Linked DNA regions of Cyprinus carpio: region 2 is linked to region 1. Evidence: chromatin contacts called from public Hi-C data. All regions are on one chromosome and are shown on one strand. The core of a region is the stretch at or near the end of the contact, and the rest is flanking DNA. Distances in the headings are between cores, read along the strand shown. Region 1 overlaps adgrv1 (adhesion G-protein coupled receptor V1). Region 2 holds the start of arrdc3a (arrestin domain-containing protein 3a).

Region 1 (5,549 bases), core at 202-2,701:
TTACCATGGCAACTTTAATGTTTGAATGTTTGAATATTTGAATATTTAGTTTCAATTATTTAAACTGGTAGCATGATGAAACAAGTGCAAAAACAAATACATTTAATTTATATAATTTTTTACAATTCTTTTTAAAATCTCTGCAAAAAAACATTTAAACACCCTTTAAAAATGATACATTTATCTGAATGTAACTGTATATCTAGATATTAAGATTTTTGCTTTCCAGATCATTTACATTTGAATCTAGATGTATTTTTTGTCTTGTTCCATAGATGTTGGTAGATAAATTGTACATAATCACACATTATACATCCATCATAAAACCAAACAAGGAAGCAAACCAAACAAACCACAATTGAGAATGTCTGTCTTCTTGGGCATTAATTCACATAAGACAGTGGCGTTGTAGGACTGTCTGGCACTAATCCTGCATTGTCATTAGAAAGCTGATAATACTGTGAGTGACTCATCAGTCTCTATAAAAACAGCCCTGACACAGCCCTGTTTCTTTGCCTTATTGGGAACCAACTGACCTTAGAGAGAAAAAATAATGTGTCATTCAGTCCTTGACCTGACATAGTACTTAATATTAAAATCTGCTTTCTTTGTCATAAAACATATATATATATATATATATATATATATATATATATATATGTGTGTGTATGTGTGTGTGTGTGTGTGTGTGTTAGATTGTGTTTTGTTAGATTGTGTTTTGTTACATTGACAGATTTAACACTTTCCCATAAACCTCATTTTCTAACATCCATGTTTTTTCACTGCTTCTTTATTATAAATGTACCAGTAAGTCAAGGTGTGAATTAAATAGATTACAAAGGCTATGAACAGGTGTGGGTTTTATTTTTAACTTATGATGAAATAAGCTCATGAACTGTCCTTTACGCATGTACTGTTTGCACCCATATTGTTTATGGTACAGCGCAGTGCAGTACATCCGTCCTATAAACACAACGCATATCAGATTGTATGGTCTATTTTCTGCCACTCCCTGGTATGGGTTTGAGTGATTGCACTGAAAGGATAAGCAGATCTATATTATCAAGTGCATCTGGTCTTGAGGGCTGTCTCCAGGCCAGACAGGTCCCAGACACAGAGTCCTCTGATCTCCACTGTGGCTCTCTATCACCCTTCTCCAATCTCAAGCCCCTGAATGAACCGCTGTCCCCTAACCAGTTTTGGTTATGTCATCAGAGGCCATGCGTTTCACATGACAGGGGTGCTGATGTCTTATTAATCAGGAACTGTTAAGCCAGAGCCATGTTGCCTTTATTTATACACGTTTCAGCAGGATAAATGGTCGACTAGTAATATAAAGCCCGTTGTGGATTGATGTATGAACTGAATGGGTTGTTCATGATGAACTGAGTTAGCTGCTACTTTTAGCTTCAGGAGTCTTTCTGGATGTCTCTTTTGTTACAAAAGGCAGCTGGATCAATTGTGGAGCAGAGAAACATCCAGAAAGGTTTTTAGAGGAGGGGGATGGCGCCCCTGCCATCAGCAGCTAATGTTACGGATGTGATCGTCTGAGTGGGTGTGTGTGAGCAGATCATATTGAATGGGAACCCGATCGCATCTCCTCCCTGTTTACTCACCCGGGTGTGTGCCCCAGGGACGACTGGGGCGACTGTAATGAGTTTCTAGTTTGAATGTGATTGAGTATTTTTACTGTGACACAGAAGAAGTGTTGTAGGAAAAAAATAAGACTTTGCTAAACCCTGCCAATCCCAGTAACTGTTTCCATACATACATTTTTTTAAGGCTATGAAGGATATGTGTGTCTAAATAGAGAATATATATATATATATATAGTAATTTTATATGACCCATTTTGTACATTTTTAACTAATTCAAAATAATTTCTCTATTTAGACACACATGTCCACACGTAAAAAAATCAAGTTATGTGATCAAGTTAATGTGTCCTTGCTGAAGAAAAAATATTATTTCTTTCAAAAAATAGAAAAGCATAATAACCCCAAATATTTGATGTTTGCACAGGCTCATTTTCTTATGAAAATCTCCTTATTCCTGTTCAGTAGTAAATGTAAATATCACACAGGCCCCAAAAGGATTTGTATTAACCTCAAAAATAACCCTTAATATTGTAAAATGTATAACTAAAATGATGACAGACTATGAATGAATATGTTTGAGCGAAAAAGTCTTTGTCTGAGTTTTGTTTATGAGATTATTCCATGACCCTGCTAACTAACACACATACAGTACTGAGCTTTTTGTTTTTTTTGGCAGCATTACCACATTTCCACGCCAGAATCACGCTTCCCAGCATGTACCTGATGGACACTGCACATTGCAGACGTCCCTGTCCTCTTTTCCTTCCTGCGCTGACACCTCCCTCTCACACCACTCGCTGTCCTCTTGACTTTTATCCCAACAGTACCTCATTTAATGTCATCCTGTATATAATGACTCCACATTTCCCTTCACTCAGCAGCCAGGATGGGTTTTCCACAGGCACAGTTTCCCCTTAATTTGGGTTTCCCAACAGGGACAAAAACATGTTGTTTGTATTGAAAGGGTCACAGTATTCATGGACTGGACCGTTACTTCCACATGCCAGTTTTTTTGTTTTTTTGTTTGTTTTTGTTTTTCATTTTATGTCCACAAATACAGTCCTAAGAGGTCACAGACAAGGTGAAACTACCCAGTTGTTTTTGTTTGAAAAGTTTTGCACTGCTCCTGAAGTGTACTTTGGCCCTTGGACTTGGATTATATCTTGTCAGCTGTCAGAATATGTAATCATGCATAATATATACTGTATATCATGTGTCCAAATGTCTTCATTTCAGAAATTAAAATTTTGGAAAAAAGCAAGATTTAAAGAAAATATAATGTAATATGTATGTAAAATTGTTATTTTTGAAATTAAAATGTTACAATTTACAATGAAGCTATCTGCTTAAACACTCAGTACACACACACACACACACACACACACACACACACACACACACACACACACACAATGATTTCTCAGCTGATACTCTTTTGGCTGTCCATTCTGCAGTGTGATGTAACAGTCCTCTAGACACCCGGTCAAGACCTGGCAGTGTCAGCTCTTCAAATATTTATCAAAAATATTATAAGTTTAAATGATTTAGGAACAGTCGTAGACATTTGAGATGCTCTTTTGGGACTCAGTGATAGAACTGAATGCTGAGAGTCATCTTAATGTGTGATTTCTGCTGAGTTCATGAGGACTCCAGGACCTCTGCTGATGTATCTGTCATTCTGTGTTTCTCAGATTTGTTTCCTGGTGTCTGCCTTCCGTGGACGCATGTTCTCAGAGGACAGTTGTGCTGCTCTTGGCCTCTTCTTCCATTACTTTCACCTCAGCCAGTTCAGCTGGATGCTCATACAGGTAATCCTTACCTTTTTAAAGACACAGTTCACTCAAAAATGAAAGATATGTTAAAATCCTATTTCATACCTACCTCTTTTGGAGCACAAAAGAAGATATTTTGAAGAATGTTGGTCACCAAACAGTTGCTGGTAGTCATTGACCTCCATAGTATGGAAAACAAATACTATGGTCAGTGGATAACAGCAACTGTTTGGTTATTCACATTCTTCAAAATAGCTTCTTTCATGTTTAACAGAAGAAAGCAATTCATATAGGTTTGGAACAACATGAGGGTGAGTAAATAATGACCAAAACTTTTATTTTGGGGTGAGCTATCCCTTTAAGCAATTGAAAGCGATATCAGGAATTTTTCAGAAGAAAGGTTTTGCTACAGGGCAGTTGAAGGTGTGGCATAAACTTTCATTTGAACAATAAGCTTACTTACGCAAAAGGTAAAAAAGAAATTTCACAATATTTCGTCAGTCACACACCTTCATTGTGACTGTTTAGTACATAGGGTTTGGTATATCTTACCTTCAGATAATAGACTGTCTGTAAAAGTTTTACCCTCAAGAAATTCCAGAAGTTAATCTGAAACCTAGTTTCTTGGTTTTACTTTTTCTCTCTGATGCGTATTTGTAAGTATGATTAGGGCATAATCTCAAAAGAGCTTTTGAGATTTCAACAAATATCAAAGACCTTTGGTTTTGAATTGTTGCTGAAGATAAATATCACACCATGAACAGGAAGTTTGTATCAGAAGGTTGCCTTACTAAGACAAGAATCTTTTTGTAGGGTGCATGTGTGTGTGTGGTCCCTGGGATCATATGTCCCCACAAGGATAGTAATACCTGAAACTGTTGACATTTTGACAATTTTTTTAATGCAAACATGCATAATGTTTTTCCTCTTGGTTAAATAGAGTCTTGTTCGTCATAATGTTTTATCATCATATCTTTTCATTGTTGGCTTAGGAATACGCATGATTCATACACTTAGTTCAATCCGTTTGAAAACACATGATTTACCTTACGTGCTGCTTGACATGTTTCAGCTACAGTACGTGTGATTCTTCTAGTGGAGATTTTGCAGGCAGTTGTGCTAGCACGCCTATAGTAGCTGCTCAGACAACTTTCTAAAATCCATCCTATAAATCTAGCTGGACCTGTACCCTTTTGCCTTCTCCTTTTCTTTGTATGGTAATCCCTTCTAAGCACAGAAACCTGTCTCTGGAAGTCAGCTCACTCTGGCTATGAAGGTTGTCTTGTTCCCCGAAAGCAAAAACAGGATTTGGCCCTAACATGCTTAATGAAATGAAAAAAGAACATGACTTTTAATCCCTCAAAGACCCACACAGAACACAAAAATCTGGGTTCATTTTGCATTGAATTTCTCCCTTTAGTTTGAAAAGACATAGAACTGAGCACTGACCCTGGAGGAACCTCACACCTAAATTGAACTTCCTGAAACCAAAGGCAGTTTTGCTCGCGTAGTGGGATTATCTTGTTTTCCTAAATGATGCTGAAAAACACCAGGGGCTCAGCTGTTTACATAGAGCATGTAATCTCTATTGGCACTTGAAACACTTGTTTTGAAAGATTATGCAAGAGAACATGAAATAAACTAACTGGCTAATTACAAAAATAGGTTTTAGGATTCTGGAGCCTTGAGTTGTGGAAGGACCAAAGTGTAAAGGCCGGTATTTTTATGTAAGTGTGTTGATGTGCAGAAGTGGTTGTGAGTTTATGAAAACACACATGGAATAAATCACACAAAAGTTGTGTTTGGTAGAAAAGGTAAATCATGATTCAGACTGGAAAGTATTTGTATCCTGCAGAGAATGATCTGAACATGTGCTTGTCTTTATTTTAAAACAGTCTCAAAACAGCTGTCAAAACAGCCTGTAATAAACCTTTGCGTAACTTAAGTGATGTGATAATTACGTGTGACATAATTGTTTTGTTTGCACTTTTCTCATTACTTAATTACTTTGAGCCATATTTCATTATAAAAAGCTGAATCTTATTTAGTAACCACACAATCCAGTTTAACTAGAAGGTAAATGCAAGTTTTCCAGATGATGATAGTCTGCATCATCTACAATCTAGAACTCGGAACAGACCTGCATGATGTGGAATTGCATAGTACAAATTGCGTTCAC
Region 2 (5,586 bases), core at 3,035-5,534, 66 kb after region 1:
TTTGAGAATACAAGGAGCCTGCTTAAAACAAGTAGGGATGACCCATTCGTTGTGCCAGAGTATTTTCAGTCACACAAAAAGGCAAGAAAATAACATTATGTATTCACAGCCTATCAACATTGTTTCCTCAGAGCTGAGTGAATTAAAATAGTAAACGAAGATCCTGGGTCCTGACTATTACACAGTAACAGATTGGTTTGAGCGGATAATAAGCCATTAACACTCAATGGCCTGAATTTCATCAGATATTTTAGGCTGATCTTCTTATCAGTATGTGCTGGAGAGAACTTGACATAATCTTATTATCATTCATAGTGCTGCATGTGTGGAAGTGCAAAGAGGGGCTGTCAAGGAAATGATCCTTCAGCTGCTTGAAATCGACATGGAAAGCACTAAAATAACTGAATCATTTGCATTTTTAAGATACTGAGATGACCAGCACTTGTAGAGATGATCGGTAAGCTTATGTGCGCCCCATAAAACTTCAAAATCAATACAAACTATAAAAGCATATGACTTACCATGAGTGAGTATTCCACTCTAATGATACTGCAGTCAAGGATGGAGGGAGATACAGGGGGGATCTTCAGCATCTTTCCATTCCATGTCTCCGTCTTGCCAGAAGAAAGCGACTCCCCTCGGATGTTGGCCACCAACTGCTTGATCTCCTTCATCTTCCCTTTGGCAAAGAAGGTCTGTGTTTGGTAAATGGCGGCCTTTGGCACAACCATACGCGAGGAGCAGTTTTCAATTTCAGCAAAGATTTGAATGGACTCCCCTGTGTGAAGACATTATATATGGTTAATGGTACAAAATAGTATCAAAGGGTGTTATGCAGGGCTGCAACAACTGATTCAATTGACAATAATTGATACCCTGTCAGATGCTTTTTTTTCCCATTTGATTAATAATAATAATAAAAATAAAAATAAATTACCTGGAGTATAACCCTTCCGTTCAATTTTGGCACTTAAAGAGATTGGACCTGAGGTGCAAAACCAGCAGCATAGCGTCTTTTCTTTAGTTCCTGCCTGGGGAGACTGTGCAAAGTAGAATAACAACACTTGAAAATGCAAGAAACTTGACTGGTCATTTTTCAACACTGCATTGTGATAAATCGAGGGATACGGATGATGCAAACACTCACCAGCAGAAGAGGAGTGTTGATGTCAATGTGTTCAAAGACAGTGAACTCTTTCTTGGTCTTCATGGGCAGAAGCCATGGCCTGTGCAGCTCAGCCTTCACCCAATAGCGCACACTGCCATGCTTTCCTTCGAACGAGGTAGCCAGAGGTCTGCATGTGCGTAACACAGAGAACACTTGAATAAGAATTACAATATACATTTCAAGTGAATCATTTTATCCGGGGCCATATCTGACCGACACTCACGTTTGTGGAAGCTCAAAGCTGAATGCATACTCATGTCTTCCTGAATGAATAGTGGTGAGTCCCTCCTCACAGTTATCATCCTCTGAAACAGAAGAGAATAATATTCCAAATATACCTTACCTGCCAAAGCATTGATCATCTTCTTGTTTATCTAATTTATTCAAACACATACACTTCTACTTAATGCATAATTGTAAACACTTTGATAAAACAACAGTTGATTGATTCCCATACACCCCAGCAAATCACGATATGCATCAATATTATGTTTTACCCATGAATTATGAGTGTTTCATCACAGGTGTAATGATTTCACTTTATGCACAGGTGTATTCAGTTTCAGTATTCATTCTGAATGAGAGAGAGAAGTACTCATAAGATCCACTGCAGTTCACGTGAAACCTAAGGTAAATGTGAAACGAAATTCCTATGTTAAATTATTTGTTTGTGTAACACTAAAAAACACCGGCGGCTTTCGTTTTGCCAGCTAAGCACTCAGCTTAGCGGAGCCATGGTAAACAAGCACGGAGCTGTCAATCAAGTGCAGACTCTAGCAAGAGAAGACCGGCCTAAACCGGAGCCGACTGCTTCCCCGTGCCGGGGCGCTCATTACCCGTTCATTGTGCTGCAGCCTCCCACTGAATCTACGCGTGTGCTGCGGCGTGGACCTCAAGAGCATTCTCCCATTCAGCAAAACACGTGAGAGAAATATGCCAAGAAAAGATACCAGAAATCACAAACGACAGAAAACCGACCAGTTTCAATAACAAATCGACTTTTATTGTAACCAATCACTCATACAGAAGCAGCAAAGACAATTAGGTATGACTTAGATTAGAATTTTACATGGGAATGAAATTACAACACGCATGCAACTAACAAGGTCATAACATGCACTATTTGATTTGTAGGTTATACAAAGAGTTTCAACATTAGGCAAATATTGACTAGATTTCCTCTACTAGAAGTCACCTCAGGCTAACAAAAACTTCTCAACAAAAAAAATGCAAATGAATATGTAAAAGTTATTATACACTGTGGATGTATTAATGCCACGTTTACCACTGGGTTAAGCAACCGTTCGCACTTGTCATTTTTAACCCTGTGTTTTGATGCTAACGTTACAGTGTGGAACGATGTGGGGGTGGAACGTTACAGCAAGTTGTTTAGCAACCGACGACCAATAAACTGCCTCGGTGCTTAGCTCATTAAATATTCATGAGCTCCGTGCAGTTGCAGAAACTGTGGGAGCGCTGTACTAGAAAATTAAAAATGTCAAACAACTAACTGCGTTAACTGGAGCGAAAAGATACTGTTTTTTTTTTTTTTTTTTTTTGTGTGCGTTAAGTGACAGTCTTGAGCGGATAAACAAATTATAGAAACTTCTACCGAAGGACCAGCAGTTATCAAAACAGCTCGTGAGAAATTTTCGTCATAAATATGCAAAGAGTTTATAAATGTAAAGTGCGAAACGAGATAACCCACGAATATATTCACTCAGAATTGTAGAAAGGCCATGAGTTAACAATTTCAAGTGTGAAGAGTCCAACAGTCTATGCAACAAAGAAAGCAAAGAGGTTGTCAGTCAGCCTTAACAACTGAATATTGGACCAGTGAATGCATTTAAATTTAGCATAAGTATGTGCATAGGTAGCATACTACAGCCATGGTGCAAAGTTGCTGCTGTTTTTCTCACTTTCCGCAAAAGCATGATGTCATAGAAGACACGTTGACGCTTCCACCAATCAGAGACAAGAACGGCTAGACACTGCATCAAAACAGGATTGAACCGCTTCCCGAACAATGGGTGGAAACTTAAGACATTATGCCGAAAGAGCTATCATCGCTGGTTTTAATATGCTATCTTATATAGAATTCATGGACGTAGTTTTTCCGAAATAAATAAATAGACTGAACACCGAAACGAATCTGGATTTAAGGCTGTAGCATGAGGTGACTCAACTGTGTGCTCACAATTCATTCAAGCTACTGACACCTGAAAGAATCCCGAAGTATAGTCAGAATAGAAAAGAATGTGCTGAATATCACGCATTTAGGTGATTTAAATGAGACAGTCAAAATGCGGCATTCACGACTATTGCCAATTCATTATTTCGAATGAATGATGAGTCTGTCATGTAATGTTCCGTGTGTATATGGTGTATTTTTTGGGGGTTTGATTAAGCCAATCGATTTTAACAAATGAATACATAAATACAATAAAAAAGGAAAAGAAAGATACATGCATGCACACAATAGTGTCTACAGGTCCACCGGTCAACAAGTACTGTGCAGCATCCAAAGTATGTCATGTCATCCTGGACCACTGAGCATCCCACCAGTAACCTTACATTCAACTGCTCTTTTCTGAACAAATCTACACTGAGAGCATGTTTGATCTGTATGCTTACCTCTTTCATGGCCAATAAGGATGTCTCTATGATTCAGATATTCCACTTCTTCTGTATAATTTTGAGTGTAGGCAGTGTTGGATCCAGCATTTCGTGATTCTGTCCAACGAACTTTTGCGAATCCTTTTGCGTGTATTTTAAGTGACTTGACACGAATCTCCCCGGTGACTTCAATAATAACTCTTCCTGAGACGGAGTCCCCGCTGGAGAAAACAGGGACATTGCTGTCATTTAGACAGTCGTAGCTTACAATGAAGCTCTTCACCTTTCCTAGCACCATGGTGGCAAGAAAATAAAATGTACAAAGTTCTGTAGACAAAACAAAATCACAAGGCAAAGTCTATGAAAATAATCTCTTATGAAAAAAAGCCAGAGTTAACACTGGATAGTGTCATTGAGATGCGAGAGCTGAATAACAGCAAAAGATGCTGTTATCGCGTCTCGGTGAAGGCTTGATGGTCTGCAATGAAAGACAGCGAAATTTCGCCACCGGCTCACTTTAAGCGCTGCTCTTGTGAAAAACAAGTTAGTGCGCATGCGCACGGCTGCTAGCCGTCCCCCTTCTTCCGCTTTTTGTGCAGTTCTTTGACCGGGGCTCAGGAGACAAATAACAGAGAACAGCTGAGCAGTGTATTAAAAGAATACGTGGAAGTCTTTTTTTTTTCTTTTTCTTTCTTTCTTTTTTCCACACGTTTAGGTAGAGCCCCACATTAATATCTGAACAGTTTGGTTATAGAGTAACATGTTATATATTAAGTCAATTTGGGCTCTGGGTACTCAGTGGGTATGCACAACAGGAACAAAATATAGCTTTGACGAATTATTCCACCCACCCCAACATATTAGGATTCAGACAATACAATTGATTTTAGCAAAAATGGTTTTAGATGCAGATAAAGAGATCAATATTGCTCAAGGGATGCTGCCATGTTACATTTTGATAAATATGGTGATTTGATGCAAATTGCAGCAGTTTTTATATTATAATAAATGTCACTTGAACTGAGTATTTGTAGGAACCTCCTTTTTAGTATTTTTATTTGATTTTTTTCCAGATATTAGGCCAACTCACTCAGTATCCTTTATTTGCTATAGAGCTACAGTACTGGTTCAGTTCTGAAAACTTATGCGCCACGCAGCGGCTGCACAGACTCTTGCGTCCCTCTGGGTCTTCCTTTAGTCGCGCGCGTGTGAACGAGTTAGGCTGGTTTCTGCTGCCCTCCAGGGGTTTGTTGGAGAACAGTAACTTAACATTTTCCTTTGTGTGCAGTGGAGTTGAAGATGGAGATATTTGTTCAAATTCTCAATTGAATTTACCTAAAGCGAAACAGATACACCCCACCTAGTAAAATGCAGGACGTTTATATACACTCTAAAAAAAAAAGGTGCTAAATAGCACTAAAGGTGGTTCTTTGGCTCGTAATCATAGGGGAACCACTTTAAGTGCCATATAGCACTTATCTTTAAAGGTGCTGTACAGCACCTTTGTCAAATGGTGCTATGTAGAACCATAAGAGGTGCCATAAAGCACCTTGATTGTTTACAATTTCTTCAACAAAAATGGTGCTCAACAGTGATTCTTTGGCTCGTTATAGGGGAACCTCTTTTGGCATTAATGGGACTTAAGCTTTATAGCACATTTGTCAAATGGTGCTTTACAGAACCTTTTTTTTAGGTAGTAGGCCATTATCATGCTATATACTACAATGTTTGAGTCAATATGCTTCTAAATGACGCTTTTATACCAAATCGTGGATTGAAAGATTCAAAATCCTGTACTAAAA

The links. Hi-C and Micro-C count contacts between places; a contact is called where the count stands out from the background.
Region 2: a contact with region 1 is called in a Hi-C map of skeletal muscle, with 4 times the contacts expected there. The contact joins the promoter of arrdc3a here to the enhancer-like site in region 1. A contact is called at or near these places in 3 of 8 Hi-C or Micro-C datasets (all in skeletal muscle).

Annotation. Positions count from the first base shown.
Region 1 is chrB5:16,943,115-16,948,663 of ASM1834038v1, forward strand. It overlaps adgrv1 (adhesion G-protein coupled receptor V1), which reads left to right. Exons shown (of 91, transcript XM_042724629.1): 85 at 3,290-3,406. Among protein-coding and RNA genes, the nearest start is that of arrdc3a, 64 kb to the right of the region's middle. Within about 2 kb of position 1,452, at least 1 of the 8 cell types and tissues checked has an H3K27ac peak or open chromatin away from gene starts, as enhancers often do. A contact at or near this core is called in skeletal muscle, where this site is marked.
Region 2 is chrB5:17,005,805-17,011,390 of ASM1834038v1, forward strand. arrdc3a (arrestin domain-containing protein 3a) reads right to left here and starts at 4,285. Exons shown (of 8, transcript XM_019100551.2): 1 at 3,803-4,285; 2 at 1,392-1,473; 3 at 1,148-1,295; 4 at 938-1,040; 5 at 522-778. The coding sequence starts at 4,082.